Linked DNA regions of Zea mays: region 2 is linked to region 1. The links are chromatin contacts, called in public Hi-C maps. All regions are on one chromosome and are shown on one strand. The core of a region is the stretch at or near the end of the contact, and the rest is flanking DNA. Distances in the headings are between cores, read along the strand shown. Region 1 holds the start of LOC100192524. Region 2 holds the start of LOC100279826 (Bax inhibitor 1).

Region 1 (7,793 bases), core at 1,740-4,239:
TCCACATAGGATCAGACATCATCTTTGCGTTCTCACCAAATTTGTTCAAAGCAGCTACTGCTCTTTTCTCAAGACTCTTAGATACAAATCCATTTTTACCATCCAGACCCTTGGCCATAGTTTTGTGACCATTTTCTGCATGTCCATCCATCGGATAGATGGCTGGTACTCCATTACCATTTACTCCATAACTATTTTCAAGAACGGTCACCTCTTCTTCATTTACCACCTCCCCTCCTTGTAAGAGCATCTTGTATCCACTCTCCCGAAAAGCAGCTAACCTGACACCTGCTCTGAAATATTGCATAATTGTTATGATTTTGTCTGACGCTGAACAACACCAGTTAGATATGCAACTAACCAAAAAAAAGTAACAGCCTTACTTCACTGCTTCTGTAACAGCAAGAAAGCTCCACTTGCGATCATCGCCAACAAAGTGCTGGGCAGCAACCTCAACAACCGCCTCCACATCCTTTAGTACAGAGACAACAAGACCCCATGGGATAGATTGTTCCTTGGAGGCAAATGAGTGATTCTCAGTGGGCGCATCAATTATGTGCTGATTGACAGAACTCACAATACCCAGTAGTGCATATACTGTTCAGACAATGAAGTATGTGTTAATGTGAAGAAATCAAGTATATACCACTCAAAATATGTTGGCCCTTGATCACCCTGCACAGGTGAGCAATCAGCTCACTCTCACGACTCACAGCTAGGTAGAAGATGAGCTGAGGCGAGAACAGAGCATACACTCAGCACACATGTAGGCACTGAATGTGTATCAAACTGAACTACTTCCTCTATTACATTGTCTAGTATATATACAAGTCTAGTACCGACTATATAGTACGCTAGTACATGGCTTGGCTCAGCCCCCAACTACTAATACATGGCTGATGTATGCCACTACATAGTTGGTCAATTGCCATACTCCTACAGTACTCTAGATGGGCAGCAAGAGCCAACCAATAAACGAACTATCTGATGCAGCAAAAGATCAAAACGAGCAGCAGCTTGTCTTATAAATAGACTTCTCTCAATCAAAACTGTAAACAATGTCTTTGGTTCTTGAAAACATTACTATATCAGTATGCATATGTTACAAACAGAACAAAATATTGATTTATTGCATAGGGGATTGAATCACCTAGACAAAATTATAGTAAATTCAAGAGCTAATCTCTGCAATTTCTTCTCAGATTAGTATCAAAATAGTTGGGAAAACAAACAGTGTGCAATTACATATTTTTGGTAATAGCAATTAATTTGATTCCCTGATAAATAATACCTTGAAGCAAAACATATATGCTCAATACAGAAATATTAAACACTAAGGCTTATTCAGATTGGTCAGTGAAACATATTCCAATGGTCTCTTACGTCCAATAGCACAAAATGAGCATACAACACTAGTAATTCTTTTTAGGTAAGGATAAAAATGCGAACACAAATTCTGAAATAAGCTTAATCACTCTAGTGCTAAGCCCACCCTAGGCAGCTACACATGACTATATGAGTTCCATAGAAATAGATGGCCTGATAGGAACAAATATCATTTATTTCCTTTATGAGATAACTCACATAGCGACCATGGTAGCATACTGGACTTCTGGTACCTAGGTGCTTTAGAGCAATATCAAACAGGACAGGATGGTTTGCAGTTTGCACTTGGGTGGTAGTGTAACAAACAGATTATTTTGGCACAATAATATGGATCACATTTTGGCCTCAACCACTAAAGATCATGTATCACTCTGTGCATGCCGACAAGAGATTGCAGGGACCTAGGAAATCATTTATAGTAACGGTAACACCAATATAGGAAACATTACCCAATAGGAAATACAGTTGCCAATTTTTTGCTGTTATATGTTCCCTATATAATGTCACTTATTAATAATTATGGAAAAAAGGGGGCTTTGACACGTGAAATCACAAGCAACATGCACTCGTCAACTTCACACGCCTGTCATTCATATATCTTAACAGTCACTAGGAAATGCAGGATATCACAAGATACATGAGCTATGCCTCTTTATAACAATTTCAGCAAATTCTACTTCTAGCAGCTCACACCTCACAAGTATATTTGCAGCATGGAAGTTGCACATCCTATTTCGAAATCATACCAGCTCACACAGTTTGATAAGCTTAAATGCTTGCAATCACAAAGATAAGAAACTGGTAAAGCTCAAAATCCAAATCTATGAGACACCAAACATATGTGTGACCAGCAAACATATGTGTGACCAGCAAACATATGTGTGACCAGCAATATATTCAGATAGCAAAAACCACACAATGGAACTAAATGTTACTCCCAACTGAAGGAAGAATCCTTGAGATCACCTGCTTCCGGTGCGATCTCAGAGTTGGCGAAGCGCTCGGGGAGTATCCATGTGAGCCCCTGAAAAGATTTGAAGCAAGCATAAGCAAAGTGGCAACTCCTAGGCCTCATATATCATATCGATTAGCTAAACCAGCTGCGATACAGAATCTGCAACCTCAAGTCCTCAAGACAAGCACCAGAAACGTAGAGCAGAACCAAGAGAAATTTGCAAAGGAAACGCGAAACCAGTACTCATCCGTGGACCGTGGTAAGGAACAGGGCATGGTGTCGCAAGGACGAGCGGAATCACATGAATTCGCGCACGACCCAACCGAACCGAGTAGAGTAACCCACGACCAACCACGAGACCGTGCGATTCAAGTTCAACGAACCCGAGGCGAGGCACGCATCCCTACTAGCAAGCGCATCACCGGCCCCCACCACCAACCAACGGATAGCACGAAACGATTATGACGGAACGGAAGCAGAGCGGGAAGCGGGATCGGGGGAGTACGTTGGCGAGGGACTCGAGGGATCGGACGAGGTCCCTGTTCCTGCGCACCCAGAGCTTGTACGCCTCCATGGCGGCTGGCAGCGGCGTCGGCGACGACTACGCTGGTTCGGCCGCCACCGCCTCTTCCCCACGCAGAAGCTGCGGAAGAGGACGGAAGAGCGGCAGCTGGCGGAGGAGGTGAGGACGATGCCCCTGGGATCGGGGTCAGATGCGGACGGAATCGCCGCGAGGCGGCCGCGGAGGAGGTGGGGGCGGCGGTCGGGATGGGGAGGATTGGCGCTCTCTCTAGTAAAGACGGTGTGACCTGTGACGGCGTCAGATTGGTAAACTGGTTAGCCTGACTGGTGGGGCCGCATGCGAAGCGGATTGGAGTTGAAGGTCCGTTTCTCCATGTGAATTGAGTGGATTTAATTTCTAAACAAGTCAAAAAATATAGTTTTTTTCAATCTCATTCAATTCACATAGATATGAATAATCGAATATAGTTTATCAATTGCTAATTAATTTTATACTAATTTAACACTAGAAAAGAGTAATAACACTCATAATTTCATATATCACATCAATTAAAATCCTAAATTAACATAGTTTATCACCTATTTGTCCATCCAATACAAGTGTAGTCTTTGTTTTGATGATAAATACTAGCTCATTCGAACTAACGAGTTAGCTCGTTAACGAACTGAGTTAAAATGCTAGCTCAGCTCATGACAAAATTAAAATGATCCGAATCAAGCTAACCACGAGTTACGAATATTTTGTTTAGCTCTACCATTAATAGAGATCACGACTGTCTCCAGTAATATGCAGCTTCGGAGCGAATCAACCCGTATAACTAACGCATGTTTTTAATCACTTAAATAACTTAAATGTATATTATTTCATATCAAATATTAATGTTAAAAGAGTAAATACAATGTTGACCTCATATTCTCAGACTGTGACGTCATGTTCTAAGAGAAAAGTGTCAACCTCTTCGTTGTAATTGTATTCTAATCTAATCATCATGTAATTGTATTCTAATATAATCATCACAGCGTGAGACGGACGAACATACAAAAAAGTAGTGGTGGTTTTGACGTCTACTTGCTGTTTATTAATAGACCAAAGAAAAAATAGAGTCCCGTCAATTTAGAGGCTCTATGCACAGGCACAACTCACACTTGCCCCATCGATGGATAAAGATAAGATTATTCGCTTCAGATGAAAGCTAGTTGTTTAGACTGTTATATGTGCCATATATAGAGACAAAATACTGTAGAAGCGGTAAAAGTTAATATAAATTAAAACCAAACAAACATACTAAAAAATAATTACAAAAGTTGTATGATGTGTTTAAAGCCAAGCGAATATGCTGATAAAAATTGCAAAAAAAGTTGTATGCTGCGTAGCTCTCACTCTGTTTACTTGGGCCCTGTTTGTTTATGGTTTTTTTCAGAAAAACTGATCCGAAAAAAACTGAACCAAACATACCGTTTTTTGGCCATCCGCTCCACTTTCAACAAGAACATATTTTTTATTTAATATTTTTTTAAAAAATATGTACCTTTATGTCTCTAGATGTTTTAAATTTTAGTCATGATCTATTTAATTTTCTTAAGCGTGTTAGGGTCAGTGGTGTAACTATTTAGCTTTACGTAGCTACAGTTTCTCACATGTCATTACAAGTCGTGATTTAATAAATTTATATAATACATGTACGGACTAGTGACGGAACTATTTAGCTCTTTGTACCTATCGTACCTTACATACCATTTGAAGTCGTGATTTATTTAATTTTCCCGAGACATATTAGAGTTAGAATTAATGGCCAGACCATTTAGCTTTACGCACATATAGATTTTCACATGACATATATTGTTTCACGTAACATCCATGTATGTATATCGCTAGGTCAATCAAACATGTTGCTTCAAATGGTTCAAAGACTGAGCGATAGTACAAATGTACAATAGCTATTTTTTGTTTTTTTAGTCTGTACAATATCAGCATCAATTCAAGGTAAAATAATCTAATATATCATAAATAAAAACCATTGCAACATGGCATGATCGTTTCTACCACCGATATAGACAAAGAAATAGAGGAATAGGCCAAAACTCGGTTGGCGGTCTGTCTGGTTCGTTGTCTAACTTAACATAATTTATTCACCTTTTTATCTAAAATTAGTTCTTCAATTCGAATAGACTGACCTTAGAGCAACTCCAAAAACCTAGCTAAATCTATTAGTATAGGTAAAAATAGAAAATTGGTGATTAAAATATGATCCAACAAACTCTTCATCTTACTCACTAGTCTATCCTGTTTGGTATCACATCCACGCCGCTAGGCATATTTGCCACGTCCACCGCCTCGCCATCTCCCTCATGTGTGTGCTCCACCATCTCCCTCATGTGTGTGCTCCACTTCCTGCACACCCTCCTGCCATCGAGATGTGCTATGATTTGAATATCGATAGATAATTTAGAGAGTATGTGTTTAGATAGCTATCTTTTTTTTTTTACTATTCTCATAAAATTTTAAATTTAGCTAAGATTATATCTAGGTTCTTAGAGTCATAAAACTTTAAATTTAGCTAAAATTATATTTAGACTCTTGGAGATATTTTTATATAAAGTGTGACATAATTAGGGACGAACACCCCAACATTTGGAAGCAGTTTAGCGCCACTGATAACGGTGTCGTGTTTTATGGTGCCAAGCACCGAGCTGCCTGCCACATTACCACGTCTGCCGCCAGGAAAATCGCAGCCCACATATATTTTGTTGGCATATTTTCTTTTTTAAAAAACTAAATAGTAAAAAATTCGGCAATAGAACCAGGCATCCAAAATCTCTGCTGCAGCTGCTTCAGCTTGCATGGCCAACAAACCGTGCATGAGCACGAACTCACTCGGCGTCCACCCCAAGTCCTCATCAGAAAGGAAGAAAGACCATGACGTGCATCGGCGGCAAGCACACCATACCAGGACCAACTTATCAACCAGAGAAGCCGCCGTCTCTCCTCTCTCTCCAGCCATCATACAGGTTCAAGAGAGGCCAGTGCCGACACCTACATAGCTACTAGTCTACTACTAGGTCTCCCATGGCACAAGGATCTCTGGATCACATTTCTCATCTCATTTCTCTACGCAGCAAAAAAAAGTCGGAGAAAAAAGCTGCACTGCATGGTGGACATGAGGCACTCCAGCTTAGTCATACTATAGAGTAACACACATAACTCAACGGCCGCCCAGACGGGGGTACTCGCCGGCCCCAAGCATCGCGGCTGCTACCGTAATTTACAGAGGGAGCAGGGGAGGGGAAACGGTTCATCCATCCATCCATATCCTGCTAGGCGTGCTCGAGGTCCCTGAAGTAGTCGTGCTCGAGGGCGGCGCGGGCGGTGATCCTCTTGCTGGGATCTAGACGCAGCATCTTCTGCACAGAGGCGGTGGGGGGGCAAGGTCAAGTCAGCGACATCAAGGTACAGAGTACTAGACACCATAATACGATCACACATAATTCGGGGCAGTGAAACATGAAAGCCTAGCATAAGCAAATAATGCAACCCATCTATCCAGTCTGATCATGTTCTGTGGCAATGACACACAGCAAATCAGCACGTGGACGTGTAAAACGAAAATAGCTGACACTTCTGCTATAAATCTGGACAAACATTCGTCCAGACTCATAACTAAAATGTTTGTCCAGATTCATTGCTAAAGTGTCAGCTATTTTCGAACAGAGGGGATTACATAGAAAGGATGGAATTCAATTCAACCCTACTACTACTGGCAGTTGTACAAAAAGCAACGCGGTTTCAAATAACATGGTGTTAAAATAACAGCACTAGGACGCTGCTAGCCTGCTATGCAATGTCTGCAAGGTGCAGCCTCAGTAACGCAAGGGTTTTAAGTGCATGGAGACACGACCACAATAAATTAAAAGGGTAAAAACTTGTCACTAGGTTTTAATTTCCCACTTTTCCCAGTGGATGAATCCTTGGGTGACTCAAACGCAAACAGCTTTTTTCTAGCCTTCGTCTAAACCCACAAAGAAGGCCGTGCCTATGGGTCTCTAAATTTTACGCTATAAGATTCAAGGATCGGATTAGGAACGGGCCCTTATTTCTATTCATTTTTTAACTAAAATTTAGTTAGGGCCCTACCATTTTATGAAGAAGCATTTGGATCGCGATCCATTACCACCCCTAGCCGTGCCATCTACACTCACTAAGAAAACCCAATGTCATGGGCAAGAAGCAGAAGGCGATCTAGTAGACTATGGAAAAGCAGACATCATAAGTAAACACTAAACATAAGTAGAGAATACAAATAATTCATGAGTCGGACTTACAGATAGGAGATCGATTCCCGACGGTTCGAGTGTCGGGACCACCGTTGCAAGATCCTACAGCATGAACCTTGTTTTAGAGCCAAATACCGTAACCACTGTAATGTTGAATTACCCTCATACACAAGCAGAAAAGGAGATCCCAGACTTATCCATACAGATTAACAGGGCAGAACACGTCACAAGTTTTCATCCACACCGGCAACTCAAAACCCTATACCACTTGACCCACTGTTTGCAATAACGAAAAGGAACTTGTTTATTGCTTACCACAGGTGGCCACTTTGGGAAAGTTGACTTGTAATCAGGCAACGAAGCAACGCCTGGCCATGTTTCTTTAGTTGGAGTGCCCAAAATTCTGCATTGGTAGAAGAGAATCTCAAACATGCAACATGCAACAAACTAATTGAAGTTTGAACCAACACTTGTAAATAAGACCTGAAAATCTTAAACAGCTCATCGATCTCAGAGTCGCCAGGAAAAAGCGCCTTCTGGTTCACCATTTCAGCGAAAATGCAACCAACTGACCACACATCAACAGGGGTGGAATAATGCCTTGCACCGAGAAGGATTTCAGGCGCTCTATACCAAAGCGTCACCACCTAATAACAAG
Region 2 (7,793 bases), core at 1,540-4,039, 380 kb before region 1:
CGGCGCGGCGGGGCTCGAGGCACGGAGCGGCGGGGCATGGTGCCGGCGCGGCAGGGCGGAACCGGGGCGGTGGCAGCTTGCTTGAGGAAGAATGGAGAAGAAAGCTGTCCAGTGCGGTATAAAGGGGGTCGTCGCCAAGATCTATAGCGTCGACCCCCTGACACGTGCGCAGCCGCCGCCAGGGGTCGACGCTAAGATCTATGGCGCCGACCCCCCTGACACCCGCCGCCGCCACCAGGGGTCGGCGCCATAGATCTTGGCGCCGACCCCCTGACACGTCCCCGCCACCTCACCATCCACATCAGCCAGACAAGCGCCATTTGTGTTGGCGCCGTCACACATTACCTCGGCATCAGTTATAATGGCGCCGAGCTCGGGGTTTATTTTTTGAAATTAAACTGCAAAGTGTATAGTTGTGCAAAAAAACCCGAAAAGAGCTAAATTGCAAAAAAAAAATTGTTGGGTGAGGATGGATGATGAAGATTGTAGCGGCGCGCTGAAACGCTCACAGTGGAGATTCGATCTACGTAGTTGTCCTGCAGCTAAAGAAACTGAAACGAAGCCGTGTTGCTAGTAGTAGGATGGAACAGTGCCTCCCATTTGGTCAGAATGCCAGACGCTAAACTGGTGGAGATTTGTCACATTCATTCACAGGACAGGACAAAACTATCAACAGGCTCACTGATGACAGAGCAAGAGAAAACAAAGGAACGACACTTGCACAGTTCAGTTCCACCCCAAAGTAACTCCTCGCTCCTATATATGTATGTATACACCTAGTTATGTGGGAGCTTCATTTCAGACGCACCAGTGGCCTTCCCTTCCCTTGAGTGCTGTGTTCGCACACAGATTTTCACCACCTCCTCCTCTTCCTCCTCTTGTCCTCCGACTTGTCAGCCGCGTTCTTGAGCTGCATGGCACACCAGCAGTTCAGTCGGTCAATCAGACACCGTACACCAATTCATGTCACCAAAAGAAATGCTCAGTAGTAGATAGCTCTCACCATGATGACAAGGATGCGGACAAGGACAGCCACGAAGTCGGTGAAGAGGGTGAGGGCGTGCTTGATGTAGTCCATGTCGCCGTGGTGCGCCCTCTCGATGACCTCCTGCGTGTCGTACACCATGTAGCCCAGGAAGATGAGCAGCCCAAAGTAGACCTGCAGCGTCAAAGTACTCAAGTTAATTAAGCCGCGCCGCGCGCATATATTCGTTCCACAGATCTGCATGCCATCAGTGAATATGTTCCATATGATCTCCCACCTCAAACATGAAGCTGCTAGTGGATTGGCCGAAGATGGAGGCGGCGAACTGCAGCCAGAGCAGGATGGAGAGGCCAGAAGATAGCAGTCCGCCCAGGTAGAGGTACTCCCTGCGCTTGGCCACCACGGCCGCGCAAGAGAAGCACGCGAACGCAATGGCAGTCCCCACGAACGCTGTCACCAGGATGCTGCCAACACAAGCAGAGAAACAGGGAGAAAATAAAAACTACTGCCGTCAGTACACGGGAAAATGTAAAATTAGCTGGAGATGAGCAGTAACAACAGCAGTTCAATCACGAATTTCTGCCTCTATAGCACTCATTCTGAACTATCCCAGTTACTACCGGAAGAAAAACTGCGGCCAGGAGGAACAGTAGTGGACAGCGACGCACACATCTGACATCCCATAGGAACAGTATGTCGCGCGCGGTCAATAACGGCACACATTTCTTTACTAGTACAGCTTATGCGTGATCGAGCTCGCAGTGTTTGATTTGATTAAAACAGTTTCCGAAGAGACAGGTATACGGTGCTAGGTAGGTTCGTTTCGTCGTTACCTTGGGTCAAATTCCACGGCGAGCTTGATGAGGGGTCCAACCGACGCCCCTTCCAGGAGGGCAGCCGCCATCAGCAGCCCGTACCTCTTCCTCTGCACGCACGCACGACCGATCAGGGCAACACAGCGTGTGAGATAGAGAGAATTGACATTTTTCGTTTGTCAAATTCGTCGCTCGCATGCCTGCACGGCTCGCAGGGGATGCCGAGCAATGGTCGTCATCATCGGGTTGTGCATGTGCTAGCGAGCGAAGCTAGGTAGGTGAACTGATGACGAAGGAGAGACGAATCGGACGGACCTCCTCGTAGACGGGCACCGAGAAGAGCCAGGCGATGCTGCCGACGCAGCCGAGCATGGTCAGCATCCCGCCGATGTTCCAGACGACGTGCAGGTACGCGCCCACCGCCGACGAGGCCAGCGCCACGCATAGGGTGAGGTAAACCTGCAGGAAAAAAAAGCGAACCGATCGAAACCAACAGCCAAGGTCAGATCAGATTAGAATATAATTGAATCAAATTGTCGTCTCTCGAGCAGACTAAATCGTGACCGAAACGCAACGAATGGAATGGAATCGGCTTGCTAAAACGATTATATCGGCCACGTATTGTAATTATTCTAATCGAATCGTGTCCTTACGACGAATCATGCATCCATTCCAATCCAACCGGTGGCATTCGCAGTTCTCAACGGCAAGGAAGGAATATACGGGAGGAGGGGGGGCGTATATTACGAGCTTGAGGTGGGTCTGGACGGCGGGGCTGATCTGGCGGAAGTTCTTCATCGAGTCGTAGCCCCAGCCTTCGCCGCCGCCGCCGTAGCCGCCGTACGGCGCCGACGACGTGGAGGAGGCGGTGGTCGAGTAGAACGCGTCCATCCCTGCCAACGCAAAGCCTGTGTGTGTGTGCCTGCCCGCTGCGGATGGATGGATGGATTTGGATCTGGGAATCGAGTCGTGTCGTGGGTGGCTATGGCTTTGGGCTGGGAGAATGCCGCGGGGGCCGAGGCGGTTTATATACGTGGGGTGCGGTGGTGGGGGTGGGGGTGGCCGACTGGGTGGGTGGGATTCGCGAGGAAAGGAAAGGAAAGGAAGCGGCCGCGCACTGGGCTGGTACTTCTCGCGAAGGAACACCCCACCAACACACAGCATGCATACCGGTTCTGCTTGGCGTGCACTTGACTCAAGTGAAGCATCGCCTGGCTGCTTCCTCTCGATCGCCCTTCGTACGTCCTCGATGATGGTGGCGGGTGTTGCCTCTGAATCGGCGGCGGGGGCGGGGGAACTAAGGACATGTTTAGTTTGATGACTAAGTTGCCACATTTTATCTAATTTTTATGTTTAAGGTTAGTTTTTCAATTCAGACGACTAACCTAGAACAAAGTATGGCACAGTTAGCTACAAACCAAACAGACCCTAAGTGTCAACTACATACTCAACTGCGTTCTGATAGTGCATATGATAGGTTGTTTCCTTTCCTTCTTCATTTCGTTGTATGAGCGCCACAGCCGCCAACAGAAAAACCAAGGTGCATGCTGCTGCTTTGTGTCGATCGACCGACCAGGTCCAGGCAATGCTTTAGTGCCTCGACAGATTCTGAGATGGTGAACCCGACGTACGGTCGCTGCTGGCGGCGGCGGCGGCGGCCGGCTTCTTGCTGGCGTTCTGGTCCAGCTCGGGAGGAAGCTTCCCACCACGACTTGCCTGCCATGCCATGCATACCACAACAACGGCAGGCGCAAAGATTCGCTGTTAGACATGGCAGCGGGTCGGGTAAAGTGCGGGTAAGACATTTACTCGCCCGCCAACATATCCGCGCCTCTAGTGTTTATCCGTGCCCGCGAGAGCTTGCGGGTAAAATTTTCGACCCGTGCCCGTATCCGCAGGATATCGGGCAACCCGTTACCCGCCAGAAATTACCATACGAGTATGTGGTCATGTTCATTTCACCAAGAACATCAACAACTTGACAGACATAATATAATGACAAGGAACATAGTTCAAACTTCAAAGTCTACAAACATGACCGATCATCCACAAACATAAGTCTCAAACTCTTAAGATATTAATTATTACAACACAATGTTTTAGGATAAAATGAACACATAGGGCGATATTTTGAAGGGCTATTAAATTAAGCGGGTAACGGGTAATACCCGCGGGCAAAATTTTATATCCGTCAATTACCCGCGAGTGAGAAATCTTACCCGTATCCTTACCCATGGGCGAGATTTCTTACCCGTATCCATGTCCATCGGGTACGAAACCTGCGAATACTCGTGCCCGCGAGCAGAATTGCCATCCCTATTCGCTGTGGCTCGGGAGCTAGCTAGTCATCACCATTAAAGATAGTCATCGATCGAGTAGTAATTAACCACACGTACTTTTCCATTCCAATTAAGCTAGTAGGGGCGAAGCCAGCCAAGAAATGTCATCACCATTAAAGAATTGGATAATCTACATTGTAAACCAGTAGGCCCCGTTTGTTTCGTTGGAATTGAATTCCATTTTAATAATTATAATTTAGACAAAACTAATTAAGTTTATATATTTATTTATATAATATATTTGTATATTATCTTAAATAATATGAGAGAGATAGTTATATACTACATTCATGTTATAACGAAGCAAGTAGAAGAGTGTGCTATAAGTTGTACATCGGAAAAATAGTATGTAAATCTATAGAATCAATTTCCATCTCTCAACCCATGAATTTGAGATAGACTTATATGATAACTTTAGAAAGTGGTAGAATGTCACATTCTAAAAAAATAGCTTATTCTAATAGTAAGATTCCAATTCCATAAAATAAAAGGAAACAAACGGGACCTAAATTATATTGTACCTTCATTGGTTTTCCAGGATCTATCGGTGTATATCTTCGTACGTATGATTTCTACCTACACATAATTTTCATCCATATATACTTTTTTTCTAGCCCACAAGAGGTGGAAAAAGGTCCCGGTCATGATTTGGTCTAGTCTCTAGTCACGTAAAGTCAAACCATACAGATTATTCTATAGCAACACATACATACATGGTGGTGGTGTGATTTGCGATTTGACCCTCGTTCATATTAGGCTCCAGCCAGCCAGTGTCGTAAAGCGGGCCGTCGAGACCCTGCGTCGTTGGGCTTCAGTGGCCTGCCAAAACCAGCATACAAACGCGAGTGAGTGGGTGGACCCGATGGACGAATTCATCCACGGGCTGACTGCTGGCTAGGGGTGGGCATTTTAAAACCGAAAACCGAACCCAAACTTACCGAATCCGAATAGACCGAATTGTCGGTCTATTCGGGTTTTCGGGTTCGAATTCGGTTCCTATATGTGCTATATTTCGGGGTATGAGTTCGGATTCGGTTCCTAACCTTTAAAACCCGAATAGACTTAATAATCCGAAATATGAAAAATCTATTAATATGTGATGGTATTTGTCGGGGACCATAATTAAGGGTACCCTCAAGGCTCCTAATTCTCAGCTGGTAACCCCCATCAGCATAAAGCTACAAAGGCCTGATGGGTGCGATTAAGTCAGGGATCGATCCATTCGAGGGACACGATCACGCCTCGCCCGAGCCTAGCCTCGGACAAGGGCAGCCGACCCCGGAGGATCTCCGCCTCGCCCGAGGCCCCCCTCCAGCGGCTAACGTATTCCCGGCTCGCCCGAGGCTCTGTCTTCGCCAAGAAGCAACCCTGACCAAATCGCCGCACCGACCGACCAAATCACAGGAGCATTTAATGCAAAGGTGGCCTGACACCTTTATCCTGACGCGCGCCCTTCAGTCGACAGAGCCGAAGTGACTGCTGTCACTTCGCTGCTCCACTGACCAGCCTGACAGAAAGACAACGCCGCCTGCGCCGCTCCGACTACGGTGCCACTTGATAGAGTGAGGCTGACAGGCAGTCAGGCCCGGCCGCAGGCGCCATAGGAAGCTCCGCTCCGCCCGACCCAGGGCTCGGACTCGGGCTAAGCCCCGGCCCCCGGAAGACGGCGAACTCCGCTCCGCCCGACCCAGGGCTCGAACTCGGGCTAAGCCCCGGAAGACGGCGAACTCCGCTTCACCCGACCCAGGGCTCGGACTTGGGCTCAGCCCCAGAAGACGACGAACTCTGCTCCGCCCGACCCAGGGCTCGGACTCGGGCTAAGCCCCGAAAGACGACGAACTCCGCTCCGCCCGACCCAGGGCTCGGACTTGGGCTCAGCCCCAGAAGACGACGAACTCCGCTTCGCCCGACCCCAGGGCTCGGACTCTGCCCTGGCCTCAGCCGACGGTCTCCGCCTCGCCCGACCCAGGGGCTCGGACTCGACCTCGGCCACGGAAGACAGACTCGACCTCGGCTTCGGAGGAGCTTCCACATCGCCCAACCTAGGGCGCAGACCAGCCACGTCAACAGGAGGCGCCATCATCACCCTACCCCAAGCTGACTCGGGCCACGGGGAACAAGACCGGCGTCCCATCTGGCTCGCTCCACCAGATAGGCAATGATGGCGCCCCGCATACTCTGTGACGACGGCGGCTCTCGGCCCCCTTACGGAAGCAAGAGGACGTCAGCAAGGACTCGACAGCCCCGACAGCTGTCCCTCCGCCAGGCTCCAGCGCTCCTCCGACGACCACGACATCACACAAACCGGGCGCCAAAACCTCTCCGGCCGCCACGATGGCGTGTACTTAGGGCGCTAGCTCTCCCCCGCTAGACACGTAGCACTCTGCTACATCCCCCATTGTATACCTGGATCCTCTCCTTACGCCTATAAAAGGAAGGACCAGGGCCCTCTTAGAGGGGGTTGGCCGCGTGGGGACGAGGACGAGACAGGCGCTCGCTTGAAGTCGCTCGCTCCCTCTCCCGCGTGGACGCTTGTAACCCCCTACTGCAAGCGCACCCGACCTGGGCGCGGGACGAACACGAAGGCCGCAGGATTTCCACCTCTCTCACGCCTGTCTCCGGCCACCTCACTTCCCCCCTTCGCGCTCGGCCTCGTGTCGACCCATCTGGGCTGAGGCACGCGGCGACATTCACTCGTCGGCTTAGGGACCCCCCCAGTCTCGAAACGCCGACAGTTGGCGCGCCAGGTAGGGGCACGCTGCGTGTTGACGAACAGCTTCCCGTCAAGCTCCAGATGGGCAGTCTCCAGCAACCTCTCCAACCCGGGACGGTGCTCCATTTCGGGAGTCTTGAGTTCATGTCCCTCGACGGCAGCTACGACATGATACTCATTCCACCGCCGGGCGACAGCGACAATGGCGGCCGACAGCCCGCCCGCCGGCGGCGGAATCGACGACGTCTTCCCCGCGTGGTGGAAGAACAACCTTCGAGCTCACCCCGCCCACTCCCCCGCCGACGGAGGGGGAGGCGGGGCAACCAAGGCCAAGCAGGAGGCAGCGCCTCATCGGCTATCGAGCGAGTCGATAGCGCCAGCACCCCAACGGGGGGCGCACCGGGCATCGACCTCGCGCTTGAGACGAAGACGAGCGCTGTCTCCCCGCAACGCGCCGATTCCGGGCAAACGGACGACGCCAGCGCGCTCGCGAAAGGCTTGCTGGACGTCACCCTCGTACCTGAGACGACGGTGCAGTCAGTCCCCGACGTGACTTCATCACCGCCCGTCGACCAAGAGGTACCGATCGATTCCCAACCCACGTCTTTCGGATTCAGCCTCGACCCGCCTAGCGGCTTCGCTTTGGCGGGCGCTCTCGTAGAGGCAAGTCCAAACCCTCTGGGGTTTCGTATGCGGTCACCTTGGGACCGGCTGGCGGACGTCTCGACCTACGGGCCATCTGGGTCCGAGGAAGACGACGAGCCCAGCTTCTGTTGGGATTTCTCTGGACTTGGCAACCCCAGTGCCATGCGGGACTTCATGACCGCATGCGACTACTGTCTTTCCGGCTGTTCCGACGGTAGCCGTAGCCTCGGCGACGAGGACTGCGGCCCAAGCCGCGAATGTTTCCACGTCGATCTAGGGGGTCCCTCCGAAGGCAA

What was found. A called contact is a pair of places that touch in the nucleus more often than the background predicts.
Region 2: a contact with region 1 is called in a Hi-C map of leaf, with 5 times the contacts expected there. The contact joins the promoter of LOC100279826 here to the promoter of LOC100192524 in region 1. A contact is called at or near these places in 3 of 25 Hi-C or Micro-C datasets (ear, leaf and tassel).

Annotation. Positions count from the first base shown.
Region 1 is chr4:247,072,914-247,080,706 of Zm-B73-REFERENCE-NAM-5.0, reverse strand. It overlaps LOC100192524, which reads right to left and starts at 2,989. Exons shown (of 8, transcript NM_001137744.1): 1 at 2,847-2,989; 2 at 2,353-2,410; 3 at 384-597; 4 at 1-293. The coding sequence starts at 2,915. It overlaps LOC100273306, which reads right to left. Exons shown (of 8, transcript NM_001147747.2): 5 at 7,619-7,782; 6 at 7,451-7,538; 7 at 7,184-7,237; 8 at 5,770-6,265. The coding sequence ends at 6,179.
Region 2 is chr4:247,457,084-247,464,876 of Zm-B73-REFERENCE-NAM-5.0, reverse strand. LOC100279826 (Bax inhibitor 1) reads right to left here and starts at 2,789. Exons shown (of 6, transcript NM_001152780.1): 1 at 2,548-2,789; 2 at 2,116-2,259; 3 at 1,819-1,910; 4 at 1,263-1,449; 5 at 1,004-1,159; 6 at 608-910. The coding sequence starts at 2,691. The coding sequence ends at 854.